Linked DNA regions of Mus musculus: region 1 is linked to region 2. The links are chromatin contacts, called in public Hi-C maps. All regions are on one chromosome and are shown on one strand. Each heading gives the region's core, a stretch centred on a gene start, on an enhancer-like site or on the middle of the called end of the contact. The rest is flanking DNA. Distances are from core to core; before and after follow the strand shown.

What was found. Hi-C and Micro-C count contacts between places; a contact is called where the count stands out from the background.
Region 1: a Hi-C map of rod photoreceptor shows a contact between it and region 2, with 1.9 times the contacts expected there. The contact joins the enhancer-like site here to the promoter of Kmt2a in region 2. A contact is called at or near these places in 8 of 39 promoter capture datasets (3T3-L1-derived adipocytes, embryonic stem cells, fetal liver and 3 more), 1 of 484 Hi-C or Micro-C datasets (rod photoreceptor), 4 of 115 datasets of contacts at active chromatin or transcription factors (the SCID.adh cell line, embryonic midbrain and embryonic stem cells) and 4 of 9 other capture datasets (adipose tissue, embryonic stem cells, liver and 1 more).

Annotation. Positions count from the first base shown.
Region 1 is chr9:44,940,679-44,943,378 of GRCm38.p6, reverse strand. Ube4a (ubiquitination factor E4A) reads left to right here. Exons shown (of 21, transcript NM_001346698.1): 12 at 509-813; 13 at 2,093-2,225. Among named protein-coding and RNA genes, the nearest start is that of Atp5l, 21 kb to the right of the region's middle. Within about 2 kb of position 1,373, at least 11 of the 459 cell types and tissues checked have an H3K27ac peak or open chromatin away from gene starts, as enhancers often do. A contact at or near this core is called in pancreatic islet and rod photoreceptor, where this site is marked.
Region 2 is chr9:44,879,870-44,882,569 of GRCm38.p6, reverse strand. It overlaps Kmt2a (lysine (K)-specific methyltransferase 2A), which reads left to right and starts at 1,281. Exons shown (of 36, transcript NM_001357549.2): 1 at 1,281-1,721. The coding sequence starts at 1,296. Gm39326 (a long non-coding RNA gene) reads right to left here. Exons shown (of 4, transcript XR_870694.3): 2 at 1-2,700.

The DNA.
Region 1 (2,700 bases), core at 124-2,623, 61 kb before region 2:
TGAAATTTTGTGAAGAATAATTATCTTATTCTTCAGAAGGCTGGGCGATGCTCTTAGGTTGTGTGCCTGAATATGGCTGCTCTAGGTGTGGTTGTTAGAATCAAGTCTTTTTCACCTACATAGTTTTCTCACTGTGCAAAGATTATCCTCTGACCTCACCAATGTACTCTAAAGCTTGTACTGGGCTGCTCATACTCTGCATCATTAAAATGTCTGTTTTCCATAATAACCACACACTCTGCACCCTGCTCCTGTGAGAGGCCACTCACTCTGCATAATTAGCTTCAGATTTGTTGTGCATATGGTAACATTTTCTGAGAACAGTGCACCTTGCGTCTGACCAGCTGGTAACTTTTGTGAGTACCTTCTGTGTCATTGACCCTGCAACTTTCTACAAGTATAGAACACTATAAAAAACAAACAAGGATTTGCTTTTCAGTGTGGTCTATACTACACTGCCCCCACATGGGCCTCCCTGACCTAGTCTCTTCTGCTTTCTTGGGGGCAGGTTGCATGATCAGATGGTAAAAATCAACCAAAATCTGCATCGGCTGCAGGTTGCCTGGCGGGATGCTCAGCAGAGTTCTAGCCCTGCTGCTGACAATCTCCGTGAGCAGTTCGAACGCCTGATGACCATCTATCTCTCTACCAAGACTGCTATGACTGAACCCCAGATGCTGCAAAACTGTCTGAATTTGCAGGTGTCCATGGCTGTTCTGCTGGTTCAACTGGCCATAGGCAATGAGGGCTCCCAGCCAATAGAACTAAGTTTCCCTTTGCCAGATGGCTACAGCTCTTTGGCTTATGTGCCAGGTAAGCAGCCTGTCCCTTGGAAACAACCTATTAATAGCCACCTAAGTTTAACTGGGTCACCTTGGAAGCTTAATCCTCAAAATAGCCTTCCTTAGTTATCATTTCATTGTTTTTAGAGAAGCTACTCAAACTTACAAGAATCTCCTGGCCAAATCATGGGGCCCCAGTAGTTGCTTCTCCAGCTTTGTGTCCCTGATAGTGGGACTGTCAGAAAACAGCCTGCCAGAGATGAACTGCAGTCAGGGTTTTCACAGCTCTTAGTGTCTGTCGTTAATATTGTTTGACTTTCAAAGATTCAACTGCCTGTCTAACCCTCCCTGAGGGTTTTTGGGGTTTTTTGTTTTGTTTTGTTTTTTTAGGAAAAAAAAAATCCCCTCTTACTAACTCAGAAGGGAAATTGTGTGTATGTATGTCAGTAAGGGGTCAGTAAATGTTGTTCACTAATCAGATTAAATGTTCTTGAACACTGTGCTGGTCTCATATTGCTATGTAACAAGTTACTCCCCAAACATAGCAGCTTAAAACAGCAAACACTATCTCACACAGTCCTCTGCGTCAGAAATCCTGGAGCACTTGGCCATGTGATTCTATCTCAGAGTGCCAATGAGGTTATGGTCAAGCCGTCAGTCAGAGCCATAGATTCTGAGGACTCAACGAGGGCTGGAGGATCTACTTACAAGCCCAGTTGACTAGTTGTCAACGGGCCTCAGCTGCTTGCCAATAGCCTAACACATCTCTTAGTGTCTGCCACTCATGATGTGGCAGCACAGGTGACCAAAATGAAAACTGCAAACTCTCTCAACTTACCTTGAAAATGATGTCTCTACTGCATACCCCCGGGTGTGTCCCCGTCTCGAGCGATGATGATGTCCTTCGCTGCATACAGCAGGGGACTTCCTAGTCTAGAATGATGCACAAAGAGACTTTGCAAAGATCTCAGTGCCAAAAGGGAAAGCAGTTAGAGGACCAGCCTGGAGGTCCTTATTGCAGTCACCTAGTGTAACTAGCCACACCTAAAGGGTGGCTTAAACTGTGGCCAACCTATGGAGGCATGCAGTGCTAGTGTAAAGAGTCCTGTGTCACTGCTGTCCATGCACTTCCTCAGATAAGAACAGAGCTTGATACGCACGTAAGAGATCCTACTGACTTAACACCATCCCTGGTACATAAAAGAGTTAAACTTTTTTTTAACCTTTGTTAATTTATGTGAAGGAGGTACTGGGATGTTGTTTGAGACCAATGAACAGATGTTTGGCTAATTCCAGTGAATCTTTTTCAGAATTTTTTGCAGATAACTTGGGTGATTTCCTCATTTTCCTCCGGCGCTTTGCTGAGGACATCTTGGAGACGTCAGCAGACTCCCTGGAGCATGTCCTTCATTTTATCACCATTTTCACTGGAAGCATAGAAAGGTGATGTGTGGGACACTTGCCCCAGTCACTGGCTAGAGCCACAAACATTCTGCCTGCTGTGGTGAGGTTTAATAAGCAGAGGACTTTGCTCACAGAATTTGAACCTGCATATAGGGTACCTAATAGGATTCCATTGCTGGTCCCTGGTTAAAATAGTTAACCAGAATACCAGAAGCTGGACCAGTGGCTGACAGATGCTGAACTTTTACTAATTATGTCAACCAAAGCTGGTTCCTGCAGCCGGAGTTGGGTAAGCAGTAAACCTGGGTTTATGTTACTTCTAGCCTGCTGGTTTGACTATGTTTACGGTGTACTATGGTTTTTAGATTTGCTTTGGGGGGGAGGAGTGGAGGGTGTTATGTGTGGGGGCTAAAGGAAACAATTTTTATGCACAAAAGGGCACATTTGCTGCAAAATGAAAGTCCACAATTCTGCCATACATATCAATGAGAAGCCAACCCTTCACTGAGCTGAG
Region 2 (2,700 bases), core at 32-2,531:
GGGCAGCAATCTCTCCCTCCCTCCTTGGCTTTTCCATCCCCGCAGGCTTCTAACGCCTCGCTGGAGGCGCCGTCTCCCATTTCCTGCAATAAAGTAAATCCCGTGGATATTCACCCCACCATCAACCCCCGGCACTGCCCTACCCCTCTTCCCTCCCTCTCGGCTTGCTAACCCTGTGTATCATAATGCCCTACGCCGGGCTTCAAACCCCCCCCCTCCCAATCATGAGAAATGTGCTGGCGAGCCCCCTCCCTCCGTGTGCATACATTAGGGTCTGCTTTGCATGCAGCGGCAGGCTGGAAGCGGAGGAAGAAGGGGCGGGGCGCCTTTGCCCGCCTCTTCCCTCCAGGCCCTGTCCGTTAGCCACCCAGTTTCAGCTCCGTTGTAACGCCAGGTCGTTTGCGGAGCGCACGCTGTGGCTCCAACGCCTGGACTGGGAAAACACACCCCAACTCCGGAGAAGGGCACGGAAACCAGAAGCCCCTCACCTCCCTCCAGCGCACAGTGGAGCGAGGAGGTGGCAGAGGCCGACCACACGGTTGTGTGGATTTTGGAAAGAGCTCCAAGCGTGAAGATGGGAGGGGCTCCTCTTTTATTGGATTTTATTTTTTTAAGGCGCGTTCGCCGAGAGCCTTGCCATTTTGCATAGAATCAATTGGGCGACGCTTGGGTTTTGCATGGAGTACAATGGAGCTTTCTGGATTCTAGAAGCGTTCCATAAGGGCTAAGCCCGCCGCTCTCCAAAGCGGCGGAGAAGGCTCGCTCCTCCGGGGACCCAGCAGCCGCGCCGCACTGGAAGCGGTTCTCCTGGGCCGCTCAAGTCCCTGCGCGTCCCGGGAACGTGTGTAATCGGCTTCTCGGCTCTCTCGGCTGCGGGCCACCCGCTCCCTCCGCCTCCATCCTCCCGCCGCCCTCGCCCCCTCCCCCCTCTCCCCGGAACCCGCCTCCGCTCCGGGCTCCAGGGCTTCCTTCCCCCCCTCATCTTCCCTGGCGCTGCCGCTCCCGGAGGGCGGGGCATGCACTTATCCAGGTTGCCGGGCGGGAGGAGCCGGGCCCGGGGCTCGGCATAGAGCAGCGGCCTCCGGGCGGCGGAGGCGGAGGCCAGAGGCTCATATGCAGATTGCAGGGCAGGCGGGCGCCACCCGGCGCTCGGCATAGCGGGCCGCGGGGTACGGCCATCTGGGCGGCGCCAGGCGGGTTAGGCAGGTTCCGGGGCCCGCCGCTCCCCCCCCTCCGCCTCCCCGCCCCCCTGTGTTGTCGCCTCTCCCTCTCGCTGCTTCACTTACGGGGCGAACATGGCGCACAGCTGTCGGTGGCGCTTCCCCGCCCGACCCGGGACCACCGGGGGCGGCGGCGGCGGGGGGCGCCGGGGCCTAGGGGGCGCCCCGCGGCAACGCGTCCCGGCCTTGCTGCTTCCCCCCGGGCCCCAGGCCGGCGGTGGCGGCCCCGGGGCGCCCCCCTCCCCCCCGGCGGTGGCGGCGGCGGCGGCGGGAAGCAGCGGGGCTGGGGTTCCAGGGGGAGCGGCCGCCGCCTCAGCAGCCTCTTCGTCGTCCGCCTCGTCTTCGTCTTCGTCATCGTCCTCAGCCTCCTCAGGGCCGGCCCTGCTCCGGGTGGGCCCGGGCTTCGACGCGGCGCTGCAGGTCTCGGCCGCCATCGGCACCAACCTGCGCCGGTTCCGGGCAGTGTTTGGGGAGAGCGGCGGGGGAGGCGGCAGCGGAGAGGTAAGGGGGCGAGGAACCCCAAGGTCCGGGGTCTCGACCCTCTGAAGAACCCCTCCCCTCCCCCATGCAGGTCTGAGGAGCATCCCAATTCTGGAAACATCCTGGGGTCCCTAACGTGGGGCAAATGGCCCTCCCATCTCAGGACCCCCGTTATGGGCTGCAGACCCCCAGGCGCCCTTACCCGAGGGCTCAGACCCTTCTAGTTGAGGGCCTTTAGCCCCCGTCCCGCCTTCTTCCCCTGGACCCTTCCCCAAATCCCTTGGCACAGACCCCCTTGCGGGGGTTTCCCATCCCGGGACTGAACCCCTCCTCCCTTTCACAGATTACCTCATCCGAGCCAGATTCCTCCCTCCCTCTGCCAGAGACCTGATCCCGCCACATCTCCGCCTCCTTCCCTGGGCAGATGTGTTACTCCTAGGGCAGTCTTCCCCCTTGGACATCTCTCGGGTGGTGGCTTCATCCAGAGCCAGGTTCTTATCCTGGCCCTTGGGAAATCCAGGTCCCTTCCTGCACCTTGCTTCTGAAAACCTGACCAACCCTCCCTCCCTCCCCAGCCAGGTCTTCACCTTGCCAGTCACTCCCCCTTGTCTCACCTCTACCACCAGCCCACTCCCACCTCCTGCACACCAGGCCTCCTCGTTCCGCCCTACCCCTCGGGGAAAGCTTTCTCTCTACCTTGTCGTTCTCATCTCTCCTGCGAAGATAACAGTGCTCTCCCCAGCGTTGTCTCTTTCCTCATCTTCCAGGGCTACGTTTCCTAGGCTGCTGGTGTCAGGGATTTACCTCCAACTCCACCCCTTTCCCTCCTTTAGAGGAAGGACCAGAGGTGTGTTCGAGGGAAAATGGTCCAGTGTTCCCCTAGGCTTGGAGCAGAGCTACTTTCTAGCATTCTCCTTGAGAGGAGCAGGGTTTCTCTCCAGCTCTTGAGAAAGGGGGCCCCGGTGAGGGGTGATGTTTGTGGGGGAACTAGGACTGCATC